Linked DNA regions of Mus musculus: region 1 is linked to region 2. The links are chromatin contacts, called in public Hi-C maps. All regions are on one chromosome and are shown on one strand. The core of a region is the stretch at or near the end of the contact, and the rest is flanking DNA. Distances in the headings are between cores, read along the strand shown. Region 1 has its middle 61 kb from the start of Gm35803. Region 2 has its middle 69 kb from the start of Gm36148.

Evidence for each region. A called contact is a pair of places that touch in the nucleus more often than the background predicts.
Region 1: a Hi-C map of cerebellum shows a contact between it and region 2, with 2.0 times the contacts expected there. The contact joins two enhancer-like sites. A contact is called at or near these places in 9 of 484 Hi-C or Micro-C datasets (the C2C12 cell line, the MNK3 cell line, the N1E-115 cell line and 6 more) and 3 of 115 datasets of contacts at active chromatin or transcription factors (bone marrow-derived dendritic cells, differentiating embryonic stem cells and pancreatic cancer cells).

Annotation. Positions count from the first base shown.
Region 1 is chr1:64,337,498-64,344,187 of GRCm38.p6, reverse strand. No RefSeq gene overlaps it. Among named protein-coding and RNA genes, the nearest start is that of Gm35803, 61 kb to the right of the region's middle. Within about 2 kb of position 2,972, at least 15 of the 459 cell types and tissues checked have an H3K27ac peak or open chromatin away from gene starts, as enhancers often do. A contact at or near this core is called in cerebellar granule neurons and cerebellum, where this site is marked.
Region 2 is chr1:64,444,420-64,451,457 of GRCm38.p6, reverse strand. No RefSeq gene overlaps it. Among named protein-coding and RNA genes, the nearest start is that of Gm36148, 69 kb to the left of the region's middle. Within about 2 kb of position 5,232, at least 161 of the 459 cell types and tissues checked have an H3K27ac peak or open chromatin away from gene starts, as enhancers often do. A contact at or near this core is called in cerebellar granule neurons and cerebellum, where this site is marked.

The DNA of each region.
Region 1 (6,690 bases), core at 1,723-4,222, 110 kb after region 2:
TATTTCATTAATTTTGAAAAGAGGGCCACTGGAAATGACTTATCTGAGTAGCCCAAAGATTCAGATCAGCTAGTCAACTAATGGGAGGCAGGTCACCTTTTTCACAAGTAATGCATGAGGCAGATGATAGATACAAAGAGCTTTGCTAAGTCTGCTGATGTTTAGTGTCTGAGGGATTGACAGGTTTCAGTCAAATGAATAAAGATCCTTCCAATATAGTGATTTCCTGTGTTTTGGAAAATTAACTTCTGCGTGCTTTTTGCAAGTAATCTATTTTTCTGCTTTGACAAAGAAAAAAATAATAATGTGAGAGAAAGGTTGTTCTGTTCACATAATAGGAAGATGAGGATCTCTAGAGTGATACCATTTTACTGTTTCTCAATGACTGACCCCTCCTCCTTTATGGAAAAGAGACCTGTGACCTCATTTGCATTTCAAATATTCCTACAGTGGAATGGTGAAGATCAATGAATTGATTGTCAGAGAAACAGCATGAGTGACAAATTCCTTAGGAAAAGAAAGAAAGAAATACAAAGGAGGCAGGCAGTGAAGCCTTCCTGATTCAGGAGTAATTGAACAAAAAAGGTCTCAGCCCTACTCTTGGTCTCATTTTTTCTTTCTAAAATTAAATAATCTGAGTATAAGGAAGAGGGTGACCAAAGAGTATGGTTAAACATGTCCGCTGTGCATCGTGTGACACTTATATGTCACCCTACATACAGTTTTGTGACGGGTTTCATTTCCCCCCTTCTCTGGGGCTATTTGGAGAACTAATATGATGTAATAGAAGTAGGTTTTATTTGGAAGCAGAAAATCCATGTTCTTGACACAGGGCCTCAGCCATTCATAAGCTTATTTTCAAAGTAGTCAATGATATTTAGAGGATACTCCAGCCCATTGAAAGTCCTGTGTCTCCAACAAATTACCGAAGTATTAATTCCAAGCAGTCATTCAGAATGGTTGTTCTAAATGAATGAAAGTTCACTGAGGTGCATAGAGTTTGGGACTGGGTGACTTTTTATTTGACTAGCTACCTTAATCTTGCGGAGTGATGTTTTTATTTGTGAGTGGATTAGAATAAAGTTATTTTAAAGTAAAAATAGAATAATTGTTCCAAATATAAGTAATATAGAAGTATTAATCTTTATCAATCCTTAATATAGTTGAGCGTCTTGAAGAGCATCCCACCTGGGACATAAGCTGTCATGTGTGTGTGGAGGGGCTGATCCTTTTTCTACCAGCAGTTCATATCTCCCAGGAATAAGATTGAGTCAACCCTGAGGTTCTGGACAAAGGCAGAAGGGTCTCTGAATGGGATCAGGGACCCATGGATGTCACCTACTGACTTATAGCCACTTGAGTATTTTTGGTGGGATGGAACCTATTTTTATAGTTGAACTTTCCCCTTTCTTTTTTTCATTTCTCCCTACCCCCTGTTTCTACTAGAAAAAATACTTGGTGGGAGGAGTCAGCATAGTATTTTGGTTTAGCAGCTCTAGAGTATCAGGAATAGATTCTGATGGAAGAATGGATTCTCAGAGATCTCGTGAGTATAGCTGAGTAGAGACCTGAAACCTTGGGTCTTTGAGAGTTCCCACTGTTTAGGGACAACAAGGATACCACCATATTAACACTGTGAGGGGTCGCTGAAGTATGTAAGGTATAAATGCTTTTTAAAAAACTGCATGTGGCAAACACAGAAGTGGATGCTCACAGTCAGCTATTGGATGGAACACAGGGCCCCCAATGGAGGAGCTAGAGAAAGTACCCAAGGAGCTAAAGGGGTCTGCAACCCTATAGGTAGAACAACAATATGAACTAACCAGTACCCCCAGAGCTCGTGTCTCTAGCTGCATATGTAGCAGAAGGTGGCCTAGTTGGCCATCATTGGAAAGAGAGACCCTTTGGTATTGCAAACTTTATGTGTGTGCCCCAGTATAGGGGAACACCAGGGCCAAGAAGTAGGAGTGGGTGGGTAGGAGGGGGGGGGTATGGGGGATTTTCGGGATAGCATTTGAAATGTAAATGAAGAAAATACCTAATAAAAAATTGGAAAAAAATGGAAAAAAAACTGCATGTGGGGAAGGCTGTGTGTCGATGCTAAACAGTTAAAAGTGGATTGTAGTGGACACTTATCAATTGTTTGGACCCTTAGCATATGAAGTCTCTGGCTACATGTGAGCTATTTATAACCCTATGATCCTTGGAGGAAAGGGTAGAATCTCAACACTCTCCCAGTCTTCCTGAGGAAGGACACAGGCACATGACTTGGCCCTACCAGACTTATCCACTCAGAGCTGGAACCAGGCTAGGAGCATGAAGAAACGGGAGCCATAAGGACACCCTGTGACAGCAGCTGTCCACTCTCGAGAAGGAGCCTGGCAAAGCACTACTATTTGTAGCTTTGGAGATGGAAGCCGCAGTGTCTGCATGCAACGGTGTCTTCCGAGGCCCAGCTCTGACGCCTGAGTTCTTGGCTGAGCTGCAGCCTGGCTGTTTGGTCCTTCTGGTTAGTCTGTGAGTCACCCAAAAATATTAATAAATTATTTTTCTCTTTACATAAGCCCTAGTTGGAGCCCTTGGCTGCTGGAACCGAGTATTACAAGCTCTTATTATCCTTTTAAAAATCCATAGTTTTATTTGATAACATTCCAAAGAACATGGGATATGCAAGTAAGTTGTAAAATACACTCATCCACTGAAAGGCATTGTGCTCTTTCTTTCTACCCCGTCTGCTTTCCAGGAGATGAGTGCTTACACATTTTGAGTTCATTCCTTACTTGTTCTATCTTTTCAAAAAATCAATTTTTATCACATTACATATCCAGGCATGTCTGAACATTACTATTCATAGTTTTGTGTGCTTTGTAATTCATCAAAATAGTGTAAGTTTTGAAGGTAGTATTGAGATTGCCACTGTGTGTGTGTGTGTGTGTATGTGTGCTTGTGGGTTTGTATGTATGTGTGCTTATGTGTGTGTGTGTCTGTGCTTATGTGTATATACATCCATCATTTGGAAGCCAGAGAACAGTCTTGGGTCTCACTCCTCATGTGTTGTCATCATCGTTATCTTCATAGTCTTCCTCTTCCTCCTCCTTTTTGTCTTTTTTGAAACAGGATTTCTCAGTGACCTAGCACTTTCTAAGTGGGCTAACCAGTTCATCAGCAAGTTTTGGGGATTTGCTTGTCTTTCTCTCCCCAACACTGGGATTGCAAACACATACCACCTTGACTTTTTAAAAGGCAGGCTCTTGAGATCAAACTCAGGACCTCAGGCTTTTTAAGGCAAGCATTTTATCAACTGGCCTCTCTGCCCGGCCCAAATGCCATTTAAAGAATTATTACATTTATTTGTGTGTGTGAGAGAGTATGTATGCACCACTGTGCTATGGTAAGTGTGTGGAGATTAAAAAAAAACTTGAGGAACTTGGTTCTCTCTTTCTACTATGTAGGTCCCAGGGATTGAACTCAGATTGCCAGGGTTGACAGCAAGTGTCTTTGTCTACTGAACCATCTCAATGGCCCACTGTGATTAAAATTAAATAAATGTATAAATCTAAGTACCAAGAGAATGAACACACACACACGCACACACACTTTGATTTCTGAAATAGTCATAATGTATTGGGGCTGATAATTTTATCTATTATAAATTCCCTACTAGGATTGCTTATGACAATGCTAACAGAGCTGGAGAAGGGATACTTGCTTCAGGGGAGTCTTATGCTGCTATTCTATGGGCAGCAAAGGAAGAACTTTTGAGTTATTTGGGTGTTGAAAACTACTCTGATTGGTAGTTGTTAGTGACGTTTGTCAAGGAGGGCTTGGGGTCAAGTGCGGAGACAGTGGGGGAGGGCACCCTATCAATGAGGCTAGAAGGCGGTTCTTGTGTGTGTGATTGTGTGTGTGAGTATGTGTGTGTACATATGAACTTGTGTGTAGAGGTGTGATAGTGCAATGGGTGCAGCACCTCCAGTGAAGAGGAAAAAGCATTAGAATAAAGTATTTTTGAGTCACGTATTTAATTTCTCTAATACTCTTCAGAAAATTTGGGCTTTTTAAAATTAATTTTATGTATTTATTTACTGTGTAAATGGCATGTATACATGAAGTGTATGTACACATGTGTGTGCATTCTTATATGTGAATGTGGGTACCCATGTGCCAAGGTATGCAAGCATGTAGAGGTCAGAGACCAACCTTAGTGCATCAGTCTTTGTTTTCTACGTTGCTTGGGACAGCATCTTTCTTGTTTGTCTGCTGTGTATGCCAGGCTAGTGGCTGGTGAGTTTCTGGCTCTGCCTTCCATCTCCCCTAATGTAGCACTGGGATAAAAATACTGATGCTCTGAACATTGCATGGGTCCCAGGGATCCACAGTCAGGTCCCCACATTTCCATGGCCGGTGCTTCCACACAGGCCATCTCTCTCAAGCCTCAGAAGACTTTGTGTTTCAGATTAGCTTTGGACTTACAGGATAATGAGAAGATGGTTCCCTGTCTCTAGTCTCCAGTTACTGATTTCTCTGTCGTTAACACTTTACCATTAGTGTGGCACATTTGTTAACATTACTGGAGCAATGCTGTGTATTATTAACATCCAGTAATTCAGACTTCCGTAGTTTCTATTTCAGACCTTCTTTGTATTCTAGGCTCTTCTCCTGGGGACTTGTGTATCTCTGTTACAGTTGTTCTCAATAGGTCTGGTTTCTGCTTGGCTGGGGCAGTTACTCAGGCTTTCCTTATTGTTTGTGACCTTGCCAATTTTAAGGGCACTAGTGAGATACTTTGTAGGATAATCTTTCATGGAAATTCAATGTTTTCCTTATGATTAACCTGGAGGCTGTATGATTGGAGGAAGAACATGACAGGAAGTATCATTTTTCAGCATATCATCATCAATGGTATAGATCAAGGAATTGCCCTTTAAAGACATTTGTTTCTTAGATATTTATTTACTTATTTATTGGTCTGAAATGTAATTATGCCACAACTGAATTTGAGAGATGAAAGGCAACAAGGTTTATTCTAATCACAATGCACATAAAGGAAGTATTAGAAATGCTATTTTATTGTTGCTTTTGATGAAAACTGTCTAAAGGGCTTGCTGAACATCCCCCTACATTTCCTGGCCCAGCCCTCTCCTTTGGGCTTCTATTAGAATTTGAAGCCCATTCTTTACATACAGATTTAATTCCCATAATAAATATGTGATTCCTATAATAAACAATACATTTTTGTTCTCATTTTTCAAGAAGTAAATGGTCATAAGTTTAAATAACGTGCCTAAGATTACTCAACCAGCAAACATTGCGGTTAGAGCTTCCCACATGCCTGCTAGGATTGTCATGATAAAACCCACAAAAGAAAATGGCCTAATCCGCCCAGAGTCATTCTCTCTGAAGTCTGAAGACCGGAAGTCTCAGATCAAAGAGGTCAACCGAGTTGTTCTTCCTCTGAACGGCCTGAGAAGGGCTCTGCTGAAGGCCTTGCTCTTGGAGTGACAATTTCTTGGCCCTGGGTGCGGGACTCCATGCTCACAGGGAGTCCTGCGCATACTCGCCTCTCTTCCCTGTTCCTCATTTTAATGCTTAGGGCTTTCAGAAACACCCCCTCGGAGTTTCTCCTTAGCATTTCGCTGGGTTCTCTCAGAGGTCTAGCCCAAGATGCGAGCATCCCCAATTTCAGGCTCTCAAGTCCATGTCTTCTCTGCACCTTGCATTCTGCAAAGATTCAATCGCTCTGAATTGCTCCGCTGACTGACTTCCTTTAAAACGGCAGAGCCATTAACTCCGGTAAATTTGTTCTACTTGGGAAGGGCGGGCTGCAATCATCAGGAGTAAAAGCCGCGCGGCTTATTGGTCTGAAAAGGTGTTTAGCAGCTACAAACAAACCCTGGAATAATGGGATCAGCAGTCCTTAGGTCTCCAGATGTAAAGGGGACATTTTATTCAGCATCCATTCATTTAATCAACCAGCCATGACTGGGTGGTCTATCTAGTTCTGAAACTGAGGCTGCTGTCCTTCCTCTTAAGGCTTCCTTTAATAATTATTCTGTTATTGACACATCACTGACCCGGGCATGACTAATGGTTTAGTATTACCGAGAGACGCGGCTAAAGGCCACCTGGGAGGGGCTGTGGAGTGGAGCTACGCTGACATTTCCACTGTACAATGGTAAAGCAAATGGAAATTTTAAGGGGGCAGACCCCACTCCATCTTCACTGTAGACTCGAGTGCCATTACAATGCTGTGTAATCAAATTTCCTCCTTTTCTGAAATCTTCGTTCTGCTTATTAATTAAGTGAAATGACACAACAGGGCGAGCAAGCGAGGTCTGTGGCCCACTTAGGTGCATTGTTAGAGTAGCCGCACAGGCTTGATTACAGTCACCGCGCACAGGAGCAGGTAACTTATTGGGTAATAACACAGACCCAGGAGTGTCTTTGTGAAAGTCGAAAGAGAATGTTCAGATAAAAGAGGGAAAAAATGTTTTTTAATGAAATTTAGAAAATGGGGTCAGAGTATAATTTATGGACGATGTCTTGCCCTCCAGTATCTGTAAAGCAGCTACAACGGGGAGAGACCGCAGCTCTAGGGCTTTCTTCATTAACTAGCATGCTCCTTTCCCGTCCATCCTTCACCTTCCTCATGATTGCCTGTCTTTCTAGGCAAGGTCTCTTATCGTTTCT
Region 2 (7,038 bases), core at 3,983-6,482:
CAAGCTCTCCCAATAAATGTGTGCAAAAGGATCCTGTTGCAGCGTCGTTCTTGCTGGTCGAGTCCGGCGCGCACAAGAGATGATATATATGATAGATAGATGATAGATAGATAGATAATAGATAGATAGATAGATAGATAGATAGATAGATAGATAGATAGATGGGTAGATGATAGATTCTGGGGCTGTAGCTCAATGGTAGATAAAGTAGATTGTTTCCTAGCATATGCAAGGCCTTTCCTCCTTTCTGCAAAAGCAACACCACCCCTTCAAATAATACCAAAAGCAACAACAGCAGCAGCAGCAACAACAACCAAAAAAACCCCAACCAACCAACCAACCAACCAACCACCAAAAAAGTAAGACAAAATCACCACCACAGAAAGAAAGGAAGAGAAAAAGAAAGAAAGAAAGAAAGAAAGAGGAAGAAAGAAAGAAAGAAAGGAAGGAAGGAAGAAAGGAAGGAAGAAAAAAGGAAAGAAAGAAAGAGAGAGAGAGAGAGAGAGAGAGAGAGAGAAGGAGAAAGAAGCAGAGAAAGAAGAAGAGAAATGAAACAGAATAAACTGGGGAGGATGGGACTTTAATAGCCTGTTCATGCAAATTCCTTTTTCTGTCCAGAATTACTCTTGTCTCCAGGCACAGAGCATATGCCTCTCACAAGACACTCTCGTGGCCTCTCCTGAGCTCCAATTTCATGCATATACAATTCTAAGTATAAAAACAGAAATTTGGAATCAGCTGCTACAGCAGCTAGCAATTATTCAACCTGTGAAGGTCAGAATGTAACAGGTTTGCTTTCATTTCTACCAGTGTCTGTCTTTTTCAAAATCATTTTCTGCTAGAATGTTTGGTATACAGCTAAGACGGGTTCACCACAGGGAAAGTTTGAAAACAGTAGGCAGGTAGAAGACTCACCCTGAGTCCCACTGTTTCGGTGTAACTTGTGGTGGTTTGAACGAGAATGGCTCCTGCATGCTCATTGATGCAAATGTGTGGTCCCCAGTTAGTGGCACTGTTTGGGAAGGATCAGGAGGTGTGACCTTGTTGGAGGAGAGGTGTTACTAGGGGTGGGCTCTGAGCTTTCAAAAGTGTTTCTCTGCCTGCTGTGTGTGGGTCAGAATGCTAAGCTCTCAGCTACATCTCTAGCCTCATGGCTCTGTTTCCCACCATAAGGATCATGGACTAACCCTCTCAAAGTGTAAGCAGGCCTCTATTTAAATGCTTTCATTTATACAAGCTGCCTTTGTCATGGTGTCTCTTCACAACAATAGAACAGTGACTATGGTACTGCTATTACTAATATTTTGTTGTGTGTTTTCCAAATATGCTCATATTATAACAGCTGCTGCTGGGGTTCCCACACCCCACTCTTCTTTCTTCTTCTTCTTTGGGTTTTTAAGACAAGGTCTCATGTAGCTCTCAAACTCTATATAGCCAAGGGTCACCTTGAACTCCTGATCATCTTGCCTCATTTTCAATCACATCTCCTTGGAATTGAGCTGTAGTTTATTGTAGATCCAGTATGGTCTTCTGGTGACACTGGCTTGGTTCTTACAGGTTCGGTGCCTTCTGTAGACTAGGGACACTGTACAGATATGTTCTGGTCTACAGTTATTTTTCAGAATCCCAGTGAGGTAGGAGGGACATGCCATTACTGTAAGTATCCATTGAAGACTATAAAGAGGTAAAGAGTCTTCCTGTGGGTGACTCAGCGCGACAGTCTATCAAAGGAGAAGACTTGAATATGACTGTAGGTTTTCTGTTTGTTCATCTCAGTGTAGCCTTATTGCCTGGCTTAATTATTTCAAATGCAGATCCACACTTCAGTGCTTTAGAGATAACTAGTAATTTCTAAAAAAAAAAAAAAGGCTTTAAATTCTCATAGGTAGTTCCATTAACGAAGGGATAAAATGGGGGAAGTGGGAGGGAAGTGAGGAAGGGAAGAGTTAAGTCAGAATGAGTGTTTGCAAACTCGCAAGAATTTACATTTGTGGAAGTCTGTGGCTGTTGAACAAATGTGTGTATCACAATTTTTAGAGACAGAACAGAGGGCATTCAACACAAATGCCTACAAAACACAGACACCTGTTAACATGAGAGAGACCGATGGGGGCACGTTAGGGAGTGGTGGCATTGTCAAACCAGAGAGGGCACCTTCCACCTCCAGGTGTTGGCCCTCCTCAGATCTAGCAGAAAACAAACAAACAAAAAACAAAACAAAACAAAAACAAAAAACAAACCCCAAACCTTCTTCAGCCTTGTCAACTCCTCTCATTCTGCTGAGGACCAAAGCCAGGAGATTTTTATGTAAAATGATAATTTTTAAAAAAGTACACTATAGACCACACTAATGATGCTTGCAAGTGAACTGTGCCTCAGGCTCCAGCCTTGGCACGTGTGAAATTTGATCTCTAGAGAGTTTCAGGTTGCTAAGTAGTGAGGGTTTCCTTTTCTACTGAAATATTCTTCGAGTTGGCGGGACTCTGTTGGAGTTATGAAATGCCTCCCCCCACCCCCCGTTTCTGCAGCAGTCTGCTCCATTCTCTAGAGCTGATGTCTGTCCTCTGCCTCTCCACAGTTCCCACACAGGTTGCCTTCTGTGGACTAGCCCGGCAGCTCTGAGTGCTGGTCCTCAGGTCTAAGCTGTGCACTGTCCTGGGCCACAGAAACTTACCTGACTTACTGAAATCATAAATGATCAGTCCCTTTAAGAAGCCAGGAAGTGGTTGGTTTTTTTAATCAACAACCACAGACCGTTACGTTTACCTAACTGTTTATGAACTGGTCTTGCGTTTACTTCACATGTACAAATGCTTTTCCTTGGAACGGAAGACAGTCACTTCTGCCAGATCCTGTTCATTTGAGAGTTCTTCTGAGCTTATCGCCATGGGAAAAACATTTCTTCCTCCAAGGATCTGAGTTCTGAAAGTTCAGGGGCCCAGTAATGCCATGATTTAATATCCAGTAATTTCTTCTGCCCTCCTGTAAAACCTATGTAAAATGGTAAATCCTAAATCCGTATTGAAACGTAAAGATGGTGTTGTGCTATGTGCATATTTTCCTTTGTGTGCTTATGCTACACAAAATGGATGCAATATTCTATGAAATACTTTTGGAAAACGAGATTTTAAACAAAATCATGCTATTAGAAGGTTGACCACGAGAGGGCAGCATTGTCTACACAAATCTGAATCACAGGCCAATGCCAAGGTTGTATGGCTTAGCCACCATTTGGTTTCAAATACGTGGGAAAAAAAATATTAGCAGCAGCATTATTTATGCTTACATTTGCATTCTTTTCAATAAGGAACTTAGGTCTCTAGGTCTGGCTCACCATTAGGACAAGTCTAATTCTGTCTATATAACAACATCTATTTTCCTCCCCCACTGTGTTTTTTTCTCTTTTCCAAGCAAGCTTCTTTCATATTCTGCAGACAATGTCTGTAGCTTTATTATTTGTTTTAAGAATATGATAACGCTCTTTTATGATCCAGCCATATGTGTGTGTGTCTGTGTGTGAGTGCACGCACACTCATGGATGAGGGTGTAGGTGTTATGCACATAGAAGTCAATCTTGGGTGTTGTTTGACATTTCCCACCTTGGCATCTGTCTGTCTGTCTATACATGTATGTATGTGGTATATATGTATCTGTATATATGTCTATCTATCTTTCATCTACCTATGTATGTATGTATGTATGTATGTATGTAAGTTCTCTAGCACTAAGACTGTAAACAAGGTCCTTGTTTTTTCTTTTTCAATGTTCTTGATTTCTTTTTTACTTAGTCACTTTACATCCTGCTCACTGCCTTAGTCCCTCCTCGTACAATCCTTTCCCCCTTCTCCTCTGAGCAGTGAGTAAGGCCCCTGGGTATCCCCACCACCCTGGAACTTAAAGTCTCTGTGAGGCTAGGCACTTCCTCTCCCACTGAGGTGGCCCAGCCAGAAGAATATATCCCACACACAGGCAACAGCTTTTGGGATATGAACCACTCAACAAAGAACATACAGGGGCTGGACCTACACCTCCCTGTACATATGTAGCAGATGTGTAGCTTGGTCTTCATAAAGGTTCCTGCTTTTTATATGGGTTCTGGAGGTTGAATTCTGGCATTCTTGCTTGTCTCTCTGGTAAGCAATTTCCCAGTCTGAGCTGTCTCCCCAGGTGAAGCCCTTAGGCAGTCCAGTGCAGTGGACAGATGCAGGCCGGTGGCTGGCTGCCTTCTGAGGTAAGGCAGGTGTTACTACACTGCTCTTCTTTAGGGAACAGGAAGCAATACCAGCATTTACTTCATATGGTTCTTAGTGGGCCTGCTGTCTAGAAAGTGCACAATATAAATATTGCAGGGAGAGTGCTTTTCTTAAATTGAGAGGTAGACATTTAAAAATCTGGAGAACTTATATAAAAGCCTAACTTATATAAAAGTCACATGGCCAGTTTCTTTATTCACATTACTTGTCTGGTCCCTAGGGCCAGTTCTAGGCTCTTCTTCCCTTCCCCACTGGCTCCTCCCCATCTGAAGCCAAGGACAGTGAAGCCTGAGAGGTGGTGCGCAAGAACAGCTGTGGGTAGAAGTCAGCTGAACTCTTCCCCACCGCAAACTGTATAACAGGACTGACCGCTCTGGGTCCTAAGGACTCTGCAGATTCTCTTATCTGAGCAACGCAAAGCCCTTGGTACCACATTTTAATCTAATTTGTTTCTTTTGTCAGATTTCATCTTCAGGGAGAAGTCTTTGAGGGGCCGGGAGGGGCCATGTCCTATGGGACATTTGGTTTCATTCATTCCTAGGTGGCAGGTTGAAAGGGCAGGGCTGTTAAACTGTGAAGGACAGCTGCAGCCTGATGGGCAACAGGGGAAGGCCCTGGGGATCTCTCTCTCTCTCTCCCTCCCTCCCTCCCTCCCCCCTCCCTCCCTCCCTCCCTCCCTCCCTCCCTCCCTCCCTCCCTCCCTCCCTCCCTCCCTCCCTTTCCTCCTTTCTTAGCTCTGTCTGTCTTCCTATCCAGATACGTGAAGGCTTTTCTTATTTTCATTTTCAATCTAGAGAAGAAATCCGATTTCTGAGAAGGGTTCCAAATGTTATTTCCTCCTCACAGTAGGAGTCTCAGGAGAAAGCTTTGTGCCTAAGGGAGCCAGGAGAGCTTCGAAGCTTTCACCCACGTCTGGTGTTACCAAAGGAGGCTTGGATCGAGGGCTGCAGAGGCTGCGCTTGTTCCAAGTGCTCTCGTGGGGGCAGCAGCCGCTCAGAATGGCGCGGCCCTGTCACTGCCTATCTGCTCATTGAGAGGCAGAGCACATCAGAGGGCCTCTGCGAGGACACTTTGCAGACTATAAATCGGGGATGGAGGAGAGGCTTAATTAAATCAGTCCTGAGGTCACAGGAAGGGAAAGCCCCCTTCTCCCTCCCAGACTTGACCTGTTTCACGTAGCGTGGCAGCCAGAGAACCTCAAAATGTGTTAGCAGGAGTAATGTAAATGTGCTCAGAGGAGCCGGTTCCCAGCCCCATTGTAAGGAGAGAAATCCCATCTAGTCTGCAGACAAGGGAAGATTCTGACCTTCCAATTTAATCCTGTGAACTAAAACCAGAAGAAGACAGCCAGCGAGGCCAAATCGCTGTGTCGGATTGTGATGTTTTAGTACAGGCTTTCTTAAAACATCTTATTTCTAAAGATTCTTGTTATTTGAAGGGACTCTGGGCGGTGTGAGTGAATCCTCCGCCAGAACTGGGTGCAAAGGGTAAGCCATTGGCTGACACCTGTTTATGAGCGAGGCAGCCAGTTAGGACCTAGGGTCTCAAACAGGGTACCAGCCAAGAGGAGCCTGTCAGAAAGGAAAACATGGCTGCCAAGGACGAAGGGAACAGGCTATCGTGGCCTCTGGGCCTTCAGCCCGCTGTGCTGTGCAGGAAGGCTTGGCACACATCAATGGGTCTGCTCTAGTCTTCTCTCCGTGGCTCATGAGTTTGGGGAGTCACTGAGCACACCATGTCTGTCTGTCAACTGCCACTTCGGGTCACCCCTCTCTCTCTAGCCCTCCCCAAGTGTAAAGATAGGATGAGGTGACAGGAGGAAAGCCAGCAGAACATAAATATGGAGACGTCGTCCTTGGATGTGTGATCTTGGCTACATTTGGGACAAACAAACTAGAAGTACCTTTAACTTAGCCCAGCTGGTGTCCATGGTCCTTGAAACTGCAAGAGTGGCTGTATGGCCCACCCTAGGGCACATGGTCCCATGCGTGTCACCAGGTGACAGGAGTCTAGGCCTCTGAATCATCACCCAACCCACCATGTCCATAACTTATGGATCGCCTTCACTTTTCATTCATAATTTTCCTGTGATGCTCTATCCAGCAATTCACCCATACCAATACCATTAGTCTGTCACGTCTGTTAGCGAGATCCATTCTTAACTTAGCATGATACAGTGTGTGTGTGTGTGTGTGTGTGTGTGTGTGTGTGTGTGTGAGAGAGAGAGTAGTGAGTGTGTATGAGTATGTGTGATTGTGTCTGTATGAGAGTGTGTGAATATATGTGAGAGTGTGTGAGTATATGTGAGAGTGTGTGTGTGATTTTTTTCCCCCTTTCTGGAACTTGATGTATTTTCACTGTTCTCCAGTTTCCTTCAAATCAAAGAGGGCCAGAAAGACTAGGCAGTCGAACCATTCCCTCCTCCTTCTAGGAAGGTAGATCAGGGCAGGGAGAGGCTTTATGAAGGAATTAGAGAGGGGAGGGGAGGGGAGGTAAGGTAGAGGACAGAGTGGGGAGGTGAGGAAGGAGGCAGGAGAGAAGGAGAGGGAAAAGTAGGGAGGGAGGGAGAGAGAGAGAGAGCCCTCCCCCACCAATGCTAACACATTAATTGAGCCTGTGCAGATAGTGTGCACACAGTACAAGTGCCCCAGTCTTCTGGGACACCCAGTGCAGGCGTCACTGAGCTCTGACCTTACTCAAGCTTTGGCCCATTTCCATTTCCTGAAGTTCTTTTCTTCCTTAATAAACTCTCTCAGTTTCTATCCTCATCCGTGTATCCCTGATC